Regions from separate parts of the Mus musculus genome. Here all the other regions are linked to region 1. The links are chromatin contacts, called in public HiCAR-type maps. All regions are on one chromosome and are shown on one strand. The core of a region is the stretch at or near the end of the contact, and the rest is flanking DNA. Distances in the headings are between cores, read along the strand shown. Region 1 holds the start of 5031426D15Rik (RIKEN cDNA 5031426D15 gene). Region 2 has its middle 330 kb from the start of 5031426D15Rik. Region 3 has its middle 290 kb from the start of 5031426D15Rik.

Evidence for each region. HiCAR-type assays count read pairs that join an accessible place to other places.
Region 2: a HiCAR-type map of fibro-adipogenic progenitors shows a contact between it and region 1, with 3 times the contacts expected there. The contact joins the enhancer-like site here to the promoter of 5031426D15Rik in region 1. A contact is called at or near these places in 6 of 39 promoter capture datasets (the 3T3-L1 cell line, epiblast stem cells, frontonasal cranial neural crest and 3 more), 2 of 484 Hi-C or Micro-C datasets (cerebral cortex and uterus) and 1 of 115 datasets of contacts at active chromatin or transcription factors (fibro-adipogenic progenitors).
Region 3: a HiCAR-type map of fibro-adipogenic progenitors shows a contact between it and region 1, with 3 times the contacts expected there. The contact joins the enhancer-like site here to the promoter of 5031426D15Rik in region 1. A contact is called at or near these places in 3 of 39 promoter capture datasets (hippocampal neurons, pre-B cells and stem cell-derived epiblast-like cells), 1 of 484 Hi-C or Micro-C datasets (cerebral cortex) and 1 of 115 datasets of contacts at active chromatin or transcription factors (fibro-adipogenic progenitors).

What each region holds. Positions count from the first base shown.
Region 1 is chr2:6,926,099-6,931,184 of GRCm38.p6, forward strand. 5031426D15Rik (RIKEN cDNA 5031426D15 gene) reads right to left here and starts at 2,624. Exons shown (of 1, transcript NR_027890.1): 1 at 1-2,624. It also overlaps a transcript of Celf2 not described here.
Region 2 is chr2:7,257,800-7,262,885 of GRCm38.p6, forward strand. It overlaps a transcript of Celf2 not described here. Among named protein-coding and RNA genes, the nearest start is that of 5031426D15Rik, 330 kb to the left of the region's middle. Within about 2 kb of position 2,617, at least 29 of the 459 cell types and tissues checked have an H3K27ac peak or open chromatin away from gene starts, as enhancers often do. A contact at or near this core is called in fibro-adipogenic progenitors and uterus, where this site is marked.
Region 3 is chr2:7,221,059-7,226,144 of GRCm38.p6, forward strand. It overlaps a transcript of Celf2 not described here. Among named protein-coding and RNA genes, the nearest start is that of 5031426D15Rik, 290 kb to the left of the region's middle. Within about 2 kb of position 2,018, at least 20 of the 459 cell types and tissues checked have an H3K27ac peak or open chromatin away from gene starts, as enhancers often do. A contact at or near this core is called in fibro-adipogenic progenitors, where this site is marked.

The sequences.
Region 1 (5,086 bases), core at 1,374-3,873:
TCCAGATCACCTTTAGGAACCTCAGTTTTCACTGGGCCCAGTGAAGCACAGTTATATCAATTAAGAGAAGTTCCCATTTGACAGAGTATTCTAACGACTAGCTTTAGCAGTAGAGTATTTCTACTGGGTGGATTTAAATAAAGTTGGATGCCCCACCCCAACCTAGTTTATTTGGTTCAATGCCCCCAAGCAAACAAACAAACAAACAAGAAATAAATAAAGCACTGTCTTTGGTTAATGTCAGTAAGAAGAAAATATAATTTTCTGCCCTGGGATTGTGGGGACGAGGGGAGAAGCTCAAGGCCCGCGGCTCCGCCTTCCTGCTTTTAGTGCTCTCTTAACAGACATCTTTTCCACAACCAGCTTATGTTGGTTGAGCTCCAGTTTCCCTAGGAAGACACCTAGGATTGAAAAGTCAGCTAAGACAGTCCCTCTCCAGCTTGTAACTTCATGCTGTTTTGAGTGGTGAGAGAGTTTAGGAACCCACACCAGGCATCCTGACAGCAGTGCGTATGACGATAACCACCGTGTTGAAATTAAAAAAAAAATGAAACAAAACAAAAGATGCTGATGCTAATTCTTTTTCAGTTTGGGTCACACAAGGTGCCAGCAACTGGTGCTAATTGAAAAGGAAAACGATAATTCAATATTCTAGCAGCTTGCATCCACCTCATGCTCTTTGATCCAGAAGACTGAAAAGACATTTTTCACAAAGGAAACTAATCAAGGTACCTTCCCCTGGGGGAATGGGGTCATTCTGTGTCTATGAAAAGGCCAGGCAATAGTTATGTGATGACAGCCCTTCTGCTGATGGACCAAAAGGATCCAAGGAGAAAAAAATATGTAATACTCTTAGAAGGTTGAAATATACTGACTAACCTAGGCTAAAGGTTTGAGAATATTCCAAGCAACCCTGGTTTGGTTCCCTACTGTGTAGCTTAGTTTTTAATGCCAACCTGACACCACCTAGAATTCAGCTTGGAAGAGGAAACATTAATGGTAGAACTATCTGAATTAGACTGGTTTCTGAACATATCTGTGAGAGACTGTCTTGATTAATCGATGTGGCAGGGCCCAGTCCACTCCAGGTGGCACCATCCCTAGGCATGTGGTCCTGAGCTGTATAATAAAACAAACTGGGCATGACACAGTGAGCAAGCCAGTAGGCAACCTTCTCCATGTTCTCAGTGCTGACTTCCCTCAATGATGGATTGCGATCTTAAAGTGAAAGCTGAAATAAATGATTTCCTTCCCTAAGTTTCTTCTGGATATGGCATTTATCACAGCAACAGAAAAGCAAACTACAGAATCCATGTTAGATTGATTGGACTTGTAAAATACATGTGATATTGCTTTAAAAAAGAAAAGAATATTTGTATTCTGAACACAAAATATAAAAGTTAAACAAATATTTATGGAAGGTAATCACAACCTCTTATTGACAGTAAAGCACAATATGGAAATGGGTTGATAAAGTTGAGCTGACTTTGGTAACTGATATATATATATATATAAATTCATAACATAAAGTAACTCAAGGAATAATGACAGTTGGTCTGGGACATGCTGGGATAGGGGAAATTTATCAGCCTGTTCTTAAAACACACCACCAAAAGCACCTGCCTCATACACAGCAGGGTAATGTGGGCCTGTTCTTTCTCTGTTTTCTAACATGTTTGAGAAGCAGACTGTGATGTAATCCTTCAAAACTGAGCTACCCAACTTAGAGTCTCTCCATGGAAGCTTCCCCAGGATGCTCCACACTCCATACGCTGGCTCTGGAGAACCCCAGGGTATGGTGGAGAATATCTTGGGCATATGGCTGGTGTTCTCACTTTCATCTCCTTGACTCTTCAGTTTGTTCTCTCTCTCTTTTTTTTTTCTCTCTTTTGAAATGTGGCTCATTCTAGAAGCAGCTGAATTGGTACAGACAGTACTTCTGAGGATACATCCCTGAGAATTTAGCTGCAAAGCCCAGGAGAAGTCAGATCCCTGGGAAGAAGCCAAGTGCAGATTTCAGAGAAACAGCATCCTCATGCTTGAGCAAGTTTTCCTCTCCAGATGAAACTTGTCAAATTCCCTTCATACACCCTTCTCTCTAGACAGATGGACACAGAAACGGAGATACAGATTCATGCTTATTTCGGTGTAAACATTTTTTTTTCTCCAAAGTACAGCTTTCAGAGAGTCCCCATTACTGACTCCTAAGGAATTACTCACATTTAGTCTAGCGACTCCCTCCAAGACTGTTTAACACTTCATAAGCATTTCCCTTAAGCCATAAACAACCCTGAGACAGATAACCAAGATGGTGCCTCTGATCAGACTTTGCAGGGTGACTTCTGGTTCATCTCCCATTTGATGCCGAGGACAAAGAGATATATCTGTGACTATGATTATCCACTTGGAAGGTGAGGAAATGAAGTTAAAGGCGAGAGTCTGTGAGACAGCTCTGTAGGTAAAGACATTTCTTATCAAGCCTGCCTGAGTAGGAAACTCAGAACTTACATGGTGGAAAGAGAGAGCTGATTCCAGTAAATTGCCCTTTGACCTTCATATGCATGCTATGGTACACACACACACATACATACATACACACACACACACACACACACACACACACACACACACACACATGTGCATAAAATCTTACAAAAGGTTAGCTTGTGGTAAGAGTTTCTGTCTTCTCTGATCAGTTTATAAACACCAAGTTCTTTCTCTTATGAAATCACGTGAACAATGCAAAGACCAATGGGACATCATTTCATGAGGTCTGCCTTGAACACTTCAGTGTCCTCTGAAGATGAAATCAATCACTCTGTTCTTCTCTTTTCTGCGGGAGACAAAGGGAAGGGGGGATGGGCAGAAGAGCTGAAGAGACAGGATCCATTGGCCAAAGCTTAGCTTGATGGTTAGCTAAAGCAGACCTTGTCAAGTTTAGAAGTTTCTTTGTGTGTGTGTGTGTGTGTGTGTGTGTGTGTGTGTGTGTGTATGTGTGTGTGTACAGATATGTGATTGACAACAAGTTCCTTCTCTATTGTTCTCCAACTTCCTTTTGGACACAGAGATCCACATTGGTTCTGGCGCTTGCCAGTTTATTTAACTGGCTGGTCAACAGGCCCCTAGAACACACACCCCCAGCACGAGGATGTTCCTGTTACACACGTGGTTTTTTATGTGGTTTCTGGGGCTCTGAACTCAGGATTCTCAGGTTTGGATTGCAAGCACTTTACAGGTTGATTCCTTCTCCCAGCCCTGTAACAGGGCTTCTGACAGCTTTAACTCACTGGCGAGTGCGTTCATCCTCTTAGACTCAGACAAAGGCATCGAGGGTCATCCTTCACAGAGCAGATGACTCCCAGAAGATGCGTATGCACCAAATGTTAATTCTATTATACCATTAATGTACCATTACCTATAATAAATGTCTTCCAATAAATTGCCCAGTACCATAGGTCACATAGAAATACATAAGGCAGTGCGAGTGAATCATCAGAAAGACTGGCTTAATCGTAGAGACTAAGATTGATCAGATGTGGAAAAGACTAGAAGTCCAGAGTGCCATAAAGCAAATAGAATAGGAAGAAAGTGGCTACCTTGCAGGACTTTGAGGGTCATCCTGTGGAGTATGCTATACTAAATCCTGAGGCGCTGGAGAGTGGAGTGGAGTGGGACCATTGACAGCGAGCGTGGGGAAGCACGGTCTGGCTCATTACAGGAGGATGTGAGATCTTAATGCCATCTACTGTGTGCAATCCACTTTTTGTGGTTCTTTTAGATCAGGTGGTTTACTGCCTTATCCAGTACACAGCATTTAATAAGATGGCAGAGAAGCTAGCAGCGAGGCTCACAGAAGCCAATAACCAGGTTTCAAGCCACTTTTCTTATATGCAGGGGAAAGAGATGTGTGCTCCAAGTCTGAGTTCCTCTGAGGCATATACCTACTTGACCACTTGGCAGCTGTTACCTGAGAAAAGGTAACTTCCCTAAAGAGAGATCTATAAGCTAGTATGGGGCCTGGAGAATTTTATACTAGCAACTGGAAGATGCCTTCTCTAAAGAAGAGTTTTAAAGGACTTAAACCTTGATTGTGGGATTCTCTGGAAGAAATAGAGTGGACAGACCACAAGCTTCCATTTTTCTTTCTTTCCTTTCTTATTAAGGCAAGTTTTGCAGCAGCAATAAAGGAAAATAACTCGATATCGATGTTTTGTAAGCTCTCCATCAAACACAGAGGGAAAAGGAAGAAGGATGCTGCTATAAAATTATCTGTGAGCTGATCCATCCACATGAGACAACTTAAAAGGCCGGGCAAACAGATTCTCAGTTGTCCTTTCTTTCCCATTTGTTTCTAGTGTAATCTCCCCTAACTTACTTAGGTCTAGACAATTCCAAGTGATGATTTTATTTGTAATGGGACCTAGAAGGAAGCAGGAAGAGCTTGGTTAGGCAGTTAAACCACTGAGACATGCACAGGGTGCCTGAAAGTCGCGTTGCCACTTTCTGCCTTGTGTGAGCTGTATGAAGGGATCCCCACAGCTTCCTTGACCTCAGCCATATAGGCAAAGAATGTCCCAATATTAGTATTCCAGGGTCAGCTTCTTACTTTACTATTGAAATTACAGTTGCCGTACTTGGCTGAGAGTATAGAACCATGGATAAGAGTGCTGGAGCCAGGGGGACCACAGCTTAGAACTGAGCCATCCACCTCCAATGCAGGTTAAATAGCGATTTCAGGTCTTTATCAAAACCTCTGCTTTTGAAACTGTGAAATGGTGATTTGAAAGCACACTAGAGGATACTCTACATAGTCATGGTAAATTGAATAGGTTACTAATTTCTGCTGTCCTTACTGTCATTGTGAAATTATGCTTCTGAACTGATTCATCTAACGATGAATCCAAGGTCCATCCAAGGAGCGCTGAGTAGCCCACAGGCAATCACTCCGTCCTGGTTGCTCAGATCCTAATGATCTGAAGCTATAAAGTCTGGGGGTAGTCTTGCATAGCTGGAGGTAAAAACCCAGTTCACATGAGTACTTCCATACCCCTCCCCTAGGTAGCCAGGGCATACTTGCTCAGTGTGG
Region 2 (5,086 bases), core at 1,367-3,866, 330 kb after region 1:
TATTTCCTTAAACCTCATTAAAGATGATAAAGCAGTCTGCCTCCCAGCTCCATCCAACTCCTGAAGCCCCAAGGTGAAACAACAGAGACTCCCAGAGTATCTAATTTTGTCTTTGGTGCTAATTAAAATCCTTTGGGATGTACTAATTCCAGGATGTTATTCTTGCCTAGAGCAACAGACAGTCACTAACCATGAAAGATGTTGTATCCCTAGGTCAGTATCAATCTGACTGTCTTAAGCTACACACATCTGGTGAGCAAAAATTCTTCTCTTATCTAAATCAAGGAGCCATCTTAGACTGGAAAATCTTCAAAATGTCTCCCATGCCATTCCTGGATAAAATGAATGCTACAGCAAGGCCTTGGCACCACTCACTTTCTATTTACAACTTCTGTTGTTGGTACTAAAGAGCCGGGATCTTCTCTTGTCTTTCTCCTTGATGGTCTCACTCTTAGTTATTTTGAGGAACTCCCCCCCAGTCTAACTGTAAATTATTCTGTCAGGAGTTTTGAAGTATTTCGGCTTCAGTAGCCTTTTTCTTCCAGGTCTTGTGTGTGAGGAAGAAAACTTACATAATGACATAGTGAGCTTGTTCACACACACACACACACACACACACACACACACACACACACACACACACACACACACGGTGGGGGAAGAGAAAGACAGAGACAGAGTGACAGAAAAAGACAGAAAAACAGAGACACAGAGAGACAGAAGAATAGAGACAGAGAGACAGACAGAGACAGAGGCAGAGAAGTTTTCAATCCAGTGGTTTTCTTTGATATTTAATGTGTGGAGAAAGTCAAGATGAAAGAGAAACACCTGCTGCTTTTCAGAATGGAACCCTACACATATGTGACTTTGAGCTCTGGCAGGGAATGAACCTGTAATTTCAATACTTGCAGTGAGAGCCTGCAAGTTACAAATGGAAGCCACAATTTCTATGGCAGGCATTTTGTTAGGCTGTCAGGGAGCTCATTTTGCTGTCAGTCCCTATTTTTTAAAACATTCTCTTTACATAAATAAAATGTAACAGTGAAAAATGAAACACATGAACAAACATACACAAAGGGGCACCCCAAGAAGCCCCTCCATTACTCATGCCTGTGGTGTAAGTTGATGTGGCGTCTTCACCGAGTATTTCAGAATTTAGGGAGATTACCAAGGTTATAAACTGAATAAGGAAATAGAATTGCTTTTGGTCAAGTATCAGATTCTAGCATTAAATAGCTCTTGGATATTTATGGAGAGAATGTTATATATACCATAGTCATATTTAAAACAAGATCTCTCTTTGATTTTCTTTCCTGCTTTCTTTGGATTAAAATAGACATGGTATAAGAAACTTCAGGAAAATGTAAGCTGCATCTTACTGTAGGTTACACAATTTATTTTTTTATAGTTATACCCCAATTCCTAATTTGCCATCTTCCAATCATACCATACCTACATAAAGCTCTTTTAGATAAATGAGGAGTCAGAATTCCCTGGTCCCTGTAAGAATTTTTTAATGGGAGTAGTAGGGGGAAATATGAGAGAGTGAAAAATGAGTAATCAATCACTCTGTTTACAATGTACAATCATGTTGTACAATGAATACATACACACAGAGGCAAATTGCAATATCATGGTTGGCCCACCATAACTATACATAGTAAATTATTATTTCAGTATTCATATTTTTACTCTAGCAATTCCAAAGAGCTTTAAGGTCCAACGCCACATAATTTATCTCAGAAAACCCCAGTCAGTTAGAATGTTACAAAGAACCAGCTTCCTTGATTTGAACTCATTTAATGCTGTCTCATGGCCATAGTGGATATCTGTAATCTGGGAAAATATGTGCCACTGGCCTCAAGAGTGGCAGTGGTGTTGGCTCCTCAATTTATCACTAGCAAATCATTCCCAAGTCAAAGCTCATTTTCAAGTCACCATGGTTTAGTTTCAGGACCATTGATTTACGGAGGACATTCATGTTCAAAATAATTATGCAATTGCTTTGCGTTTCAGGCTTGGGACTAAAACTTCAGCCTTTATTCTCCATCCAGTAAAATTTCCATTTCACTGTAAATCCTTCCAAGCTCTCCAGAGGACTAAAATTGGCCGTGTCTCTCCAGTGACTTCTCTGTGTGTTTCTCTCTCTCTCTCTCTCTCTCTCTCTGTCTCTGCATGCACGCATGTGTGTGTGTGTGTGTGTGTGTGTGTGTGTGTGTGTGTGTGTGTGTGAGAGAGAGAGAGAGAGAGAGAGAGAGAGAGAGAGAGAATAGAGATCTCAGGGCTACAGCTGCTTCATTACCTACATCCCAACCAGGGGAACCTGACACAGACATTCAGCCCTTGTTTAACACTGAAAAACAAGGCTGAGTTTACTTGGCTGAAAGGACACAAAGTTTGGGACAGAAAAGAATGGAAAGAGCAGAGAGCAGAACCAAATATCAGTTCTGGCCAACATTTGGAGTCACTTTCAGGGTTATAAAATGACTTACAACCCTGAAAATGTTGGCAGGACATTCTGCATACATCACATGTCTCAGGCACATGATCCAAATGCTCTCTGGCTTACAATTACAGGCTTGTGATTTCTGAGGCCCTGTTGCCATTCCAAACAATTCGTTGTATGTATTCACTTGCCTAACTAAGGTCCTTTAGCCTGGTTAACGGAAGCCTTCCAGTGAGTTGGGACATGACTTTCCTCTCAATCACATGGCGACTGTGACCCTATCTAATTGGGTAGAGGTGTAGAACATTCATGCAAAGCCACGTGCTCTTTACTTCCTGAGCTCTTCTTGGCATCAACACACACATAAAGTGAGATCAAATTGTCTGGGCTACGGCCCAGCCAGTGCTTTGTGATAATTTCATGTTGACTACATAGTAAACTGCAGAGCAACCATATTGCTGGTGACTCAGTTGGAAGATGGAGAGTACCTTCAGCATACAGAGAAATCTACTGCTTTCTCTTATGTTTGAGAGTTATTATTTTTGGAAGATATAAATAGGATGGATATTAAGAATATGTTGTTTACTGAAGAATAAAGTAGTCAACATTACTAATTTTTAGTTTGAACAAATGCTTATAGTGGCAATGAAGAAACCTGGCATGCTGGCATTTAGTGGCTCTCCCTACCCATATTCAATCAATATCTCTGCTTTACTGATTGAATGAATCCTGAGAAAACCATGTGCATGATTCTAGCAAAATCTATGGAAGTAACTCTTGGAAGGAGACTGAGGAGAGTACATCAAATACATGCACACCTTACAGGAGGAGCCATGAATTGCTACCATTAAGGCCATTATTACAGTGACTTAGAGCAACCTGAGACGTTAATTTACTCTCTCTCTAGATATAGGCTTACCGAGTCTAAGAAATTCAATGTTTTCTTTTTTTGTTCACTGCTTTTGTATCTGTCAATTTATTTATTTATTGTTTTACCAAAAACAGTTAATGCATTAATTCCTAGCCAACTGGAATAAAAACACTAAATATGTACACTCTTCAGTTAATTTTTTCCTATAAGAGACTCAACTATTATTTTTAAACATCCCACATACCATTTTGTGTCTTTCTGTTGCATTTCAATATGTGTCATTTACACTAGGAATAATTTTGACTTCAATAGTTAAAAAAAAAATTGTGGGCTGGAGAAACAAGCCAACGATTAAGAACAGATACTACTCGTGCAGAAGACCCATGTTCAGTTCCCCAGCACATATATAGAGTTGCTCACACCACCTGTAACTCCAGCTCCAAGATATCCTCTTCTTGCTTCAGTGGGTACCTGTACTAATGTGCACACATTCATATGTAATAAAATTAAAAATAAACTTTTTTCCCAAAACGTTAAGGAAAGGTGTATGTGTATATGTGTTTGTGTGTTTGTGTGTATGTGTGTGCATGCATTTCAGGCATATACATTGTATGTGTATATGTGTGTGTGCATATATGTTTGTGTGTATGTGCATGTGTGTGCATGAAGGCATGTGTTTGCACATGTGTGTGTGTTTGCATCACATCTGTATACTACATTTCAGCAATAAGACGGTCATTCCTCTCTGTAGTCATGCTGAAAGACCAGATGCTCATAAGTGCACTATTAGAGAGGATCCATCTATATTTCCTTTATTTTAGGAGAGCATGGGATTTTTAAAATGTAAAATAGTCCAGGTTTCATTTTATTTATGTCAGTGGTGCAGTTTTGGTGATAAGATTGGTGATGAAGTGACTTTTGTGATAATTACCCTTCTTCCTCTCTAGTCTCCTCCAAATGAGTTTAGAACTTGGACTGAAATCCGTCCCAAGAGGCCTGAGACAGTGGCCTCAAGGTAAAAGCAATTTACCCTTCATCTCAGCTACTCACTCAGTTCTTCATTCCTTTTTATGGCTTGAATGGAGAATGCATTGCCTAGATTTGTGAAATATATGGAAAATAATTCTACCTCCAGTTCATTGTCCTCTTGGCTATTTTTCTCATTTTCAAGCTTCATGGAACTATTCTGGGCCTTCCCAGTACACTTAACATAGCTTTAAAATAGATTTAAACCTCCCCTACGAAACCGAATTTATATTTCTCCATTCACTTCAGGAGCCTCCTCTTAAAGCTCTGTCGGGTGTTTCAACATGCACAACACTTATCTGCCTTTTCCTTTAGTTGGGAATAATAGGAAACAAAATTGAAGATTTATAGTTACAATGCGATTTGATGAAAAAACCTGCATAAGAACAGCTTTCTGACTTCTTGGTAAAGACTCAAATGAAATCAGAAATATTTTAAAACATGAAGATATATTTCTGCTTTGAACGTGATGAGCCTCTTGGTATATACTCTCTCATATTTTAGAAATAACCCCAAATCCCTGAAAGAACATCAGTTAGGAAAAGGTGTGTCTGTGTTATTCATTCCTGTCAGCCCCATCTTATGGTTCCTTTGCAGCAAACTGGAAAAAACAAATAACCAGGTCTTTTGCTTTGTGCCTGTGTGGTATATGCCTGCATGTGTGGGGGTGCCCCTGTCCATGACTGTGCATGTAGAGGGGGTATATGCCTGCATGTGTGGGGGTGCCCCTGTCCATGACTGTG
Region 3 (5,086 bases), core at 768-3,267, 290 kb after region 1:
ACCCCGGAGCTCACAGATTCTGCTAGTCTGGCTGGCTATCCACCCCAAAGGACCTTCCTGAACTCTGCTTCCCAGAGCTGGGATTCTAGGTGCATATCCCATTCTGATTGTTTCATAAGTATAGAGGATCCAAATTCAGGTTGTCATTCTTGCACTGTGAACACTTTGCTAGATGACAATTCCCCTTCCTGCTTTCACAGTCGCAAATTGAAATTTCTGCTTTACAGTGAATAGTTTTAGGTGATATATCTTCTCTGTGTCCAATCATATATCCATTCAGGGATTTATTGACTACCTGTTCTACAGATACCTGCCAGATGTCCAGGTTGTACACTGGACAGCACATCCTCTGCAATCTGGGAGCTATGAAGCTGATATTTGCTAGACCATGACTGTCAAAAGTGCTTGAAGATGTCTCATGAGAACTGGGTCTCCCTTCAAAGCCTATGTGGAGAAGAACAAAGTGCAGAATTGTTAAGAACACAACCAGATCCTCCAAATTATTATCCTTTTCCACAGTGTCCATTCACCAGGAGGAAGGACGGGACTCCAGAGGACTCCATAAAGAAGAATCCAATCCTGTTGGCTACCAGCATCCTATGACCACTCAGTAAATGAGCAACATGGCACCCTACTGCCCTGAAAGCTTCCTTGTACTCCTAGAAGAGACCACTATTTGGAAGACTACTCACTAGCCTGGGGAGATATTTTTATTTTGGGCTTGTTTTTGTAGCTGCTCACGAAGAGGAACTTTCTCTGAGTGTATTGGCTAAATTTACCAAAATGTGACCTGATGTCCAGTTGTCCCAGCTCACCTGTCTGTCACTAGGAGTTCTGAAATGATGCAAACAATTCAAATTCCATATGACATATTTTAAACCATTGTGATTTGTTGATATCCTCCCAGTTGTCAGGGTGGCAACTGTGAACCTTTCCAAAGTCAGAACAGCCCACTGCATGGAAGTGAGTCGAGAAGGCCAGGTGGGGTACTTGCCAGAAATTTGTGGAGCCAAGAGGAGGTTTTTGATGGAGCTTGGAAACAAACTACTCCAGTAGAGATAGCCACACATCAGTGACTTCACAGATGACTGCCTGCTTTGCCTCTTCACCCAGACTGATGCTGCCTCTGACAGATCAGGAGACCTGTTAAGAGCCTATCTCTATAGCCTGCCTGGGAATACATATAGAGTGCAGAGCTAGGTTGAACCCTGGTGCAAACTGAGCCCAGGACATTCTGGCAGACAGTTCTCTGTATCAAAGTAGAATCTCTAAGGTAAAATCACTCACTCCTGCATGTACACACACACACACACACACACACACACACACACACACACACACACACACACTGTATGCACTCACCATGCAGTCTTTTCTAATTGAATCTAAAATGTAAGTGCTTTGGTGTTTCAAAGGACCCTGCAATCTTGATAAGAAAAACTAATGAGATGCCCTTTCCAGGGCTGGTCACACAATAGTCCGAGTGACAAGGACCCCTATCAAGAAATAAAGCAGAAGATAAATGAGATTTTTCTAATATCCATTTCACCCATTGTTCACCAGTGTCAGGCAGTACAGATTCTATTTATCATGGAGGAGAAGAGAGAGGGGGGGATTTTTAAAAATATATATAAAGAAAGCCTCCAAGGCAGCCTGTATAAAAACCTTCTGCTCTAGGGAAACTCCCCTGCCACCTGGTAGAAAACAAAGGCAAAGTTTAGGTGTGGGCTACGTGGGGTAGGAAGAGAAGGATGCCCAGTTTATTGCATTTTCTCTTTACCTTAAGGACAAAATAATATGCAAGAAATTACCCTTTTCAGGACAGAAGAGATTATTTCTGACTGCAGACTGGAAGAGGTTGTGATTTACAGCCCATTATTTATAGTATTTATAACCCATTAAATTGTAACTGTGTCAAAGGCTCTAGATGCAAATGGGGGTTATGAAATTGCCACTTAAGGCTGATGCGATTTCGAATTCTCAGAGGGTGCATTAAGACACAGGGTAAACAGCTGAGGCAGCAGCTCGGTTGGTAGGGTGCTTGCTTACCCAGAGGAAGCTCTGGGTCGCCTGCATCACAGGACACAACCTGGGAGTGGGAACAATGTCAGCAGTGAGGAGGCAAAGCCTGGTCCATCAGAAATCGAAGGTTATCTTTGGTGACCAAGAGAGTTTAAGGCTAGTCCGGCCACATGTTTTAAACAACAACTAAAGAAGACATAAGACAAACAAGGAGCAAAGATGCTCCGTTGTCTGTCCTAAAGGTCACTCCATTAGGGTCACTAATGAGATCTTATTCCTTATAATTCATTAATTGTAGCATCCCTGAATTGAGTACATGAGACAGAAAGATAAAATCTAAACCAGGGGAACCTTTAAAACTGTAGTCCAACTTTTAAAGCACCCCCGCCCCTACAAGAATGACCTCATACTTAGAAATCTGACTCTGTTAAAGGCTCACCCCCTTGGGATGTCTAGATGCTTCGATGTCCTCTCCCAACTATGCTCATTGTGACAGCAAGTGTTACCCTGTGATGGCTGAAGCTTTCAGAAGTCTTTTACATTTCAAGAGAACTTGCCTGGCTGAGGCACTCAAAGGGATGTGCCAGCTCCAAGACTCTTAGCATCTGCAGCTTGCCAGGGATGCAGATGAGCAACGTCCTTGTTTCCTCAGAAGCTGACTGAGAGGCAGCCCTTGTGGACCAGGGTCAGATGGCAGGCCAGGCTCCTACAGCTCAACATGTGCCCCACCAAGTGCTTCCTGTGCAGTACAGGGAGGGGGTGGGTCCAGAGGAAAGGGCTGTGGTTTTGATCCAATGTTAATTTACTTCTGGAGACTTATACTATTCTGGTTGCTATTTTAGAAAGAAGTATGCATTTAAAAATTAAAGTCCATCCTCTTCAAATGTCTTATAGGTTGTTTATTAGTGAGTGCCATGTGTCATGGTAGAAATAAGTCAAGAGGGGAGGGTGGCAACTGAAGGGCTGCAGTCTTCATACAGTTTTTCTATTTCAAAAGAGCCAAAGAACACACACAAGGATTCATTTGCGTTTTAATAAACATTTTCTCTGTCTACTTGTTTCATTTTCCCACCTGCTCCCTGCTAGAAAGACATCTTCAGTCTGGTTATCACATCCCTGCTTAATGCAAGCTGCCACCCAGACGACACTGTGTCTGTTGGGTACTGTGGATTTTCAACTAGCCAGTTTGGCTTTGAGAATTAGAAAACACAGTGATTCGTAGAGTTAAGTGGTTAGTAAGACTCACCAGAAGTCCCATTTTCTCCACCCATATCATAAGAACACCACTGGGTAATACATAGAGAGAAAGGGAAAGAATTTATCTCTGATAGTAACTAGGAAAGAACAGGAGACAGAGATAAACTGGCAAAGTGCTTGCCTTGTGTGCATGGAGTCCTGACTTCTATCCCCAGAAACTAGATGTTGTGCTGCATGCCTGTAATCTGAGCCCTTAGGAGGTGGAGACAAAAGGGTCAGAAGGTCAGGGGCATCCTGGCTATGTAGTCATTATATGGCCAAGCTGAGATACAAGAGACCAAGTCCTGAAATATAATAAAATATCAAAACAAAAAACTCAGCCATCTCAGGCAGGCCTTCACAAATACCCTTGAAATGCTAGAGAAGTACACTTTGTGCTATTCTCCCTCTGGCTAGCAGACTTCTTGTTCGCTAACATTTCCTTGTAGTATTCTGTTGACTTACAACTGAATGAATTAATGACTCAACAAGCCAACTATTTGTTGGTTATGTACGATTAAGTCATTTGTAGCTACTCAGAATCAGAAATAAAGCCAGTGTCTTAGTTAGGGTTTCTATGGCTACAACAAAACACTTTGACCATAAAGAAGTCAGGGAGGAAAGAGTTTATTTGGCTTGCACTTTCACATCATAGCCAGGGAAAGAATTCAAACAGGACAGAAATCTAAAGGCAGAAGCTGACACAGAGGTTGTGGAGGAGTGGTGCTTGCTGGCTTGCTCCCCCGTGGCTTGCTCAGCCTGCTTCTTATAGAGCCCAAGACCACCAACCCAGGGTGACCCCACCCACAATGGACTGGGCCCTCCTACTTCAATCACTAATTAAGAAAATGCCGTACAGGTCTTATAGATGCATTTTTATCAATTGGGGCTCCTTCTTTTTAGATAACTTTAGATTATGTCAAGTTGATGTAAAACTAGCCAGTACAGACAGTGACCTCCTCCTAAGGGATTTTATTATGAAACTTGGAAGCATATGAAAATATTAAAGTGGAGTGAATGAAGGAAGAAAGAGTGAGACCTGATATAGTTTAGGGTTATATGGATTAAACTTAAGAAGTATTTCTTTATTTGCATGCCTGTGGGTATAAGTGTTTATGTGTGTGTGTGTGTGTGTGTGTGTGTGTGTGTGTGTGTGTGTGTGTGTGTGTGTGTGTAATGCATTTGTGTGTGCATGCTTATGCACATACATTTCACAGTGGGCATGTGGGAGTCAGAGAACAATGTGTGACCACTGGTTCTCTCATTCCACCATGAGGAACTTGGGGATTGAATTCAGCCTGGGAGGCTGGCAGCAGGCCATTGCACCACACAGCTAGATGTATTTTGAAATTAATTTTAATCTATTTTTTTCAATCTAAAGCTGATTATGGAGTTGGTGTTAAGGGATGTGTGATTGAAATTGAGATCTATGAAAAAAATCCATCTTAAAATTTCTTTTGCTCTGTACACATAGCATGTTCTAAATGTTGCATATGGGTGGATATCTGCTACATAATGTAATTCCTAAGTACACATGACAAAGAAATACACTATTTCTATTTCTACTTTGAAGATAAAGAAGCCGAGGTGACCTTGCCTATGGTCACTATGAACTGGGAAATGGACTTTATGCAGTTAAACCTTGCTTTGTCAGTATGTGATACTCTAATTTTCTCCACTACATCCTGCTACCATCTAAACAAAGGTAGAGATACTGTGTTGTGGGTGAGTTGAGATCGTAGGAGAACGGTGATTTTTATATTTCTCCAGAATGGTCAGTAAGATCTGAAAGGACTGAGGTACCACAGCTCTGCAACAGCATAGTGTT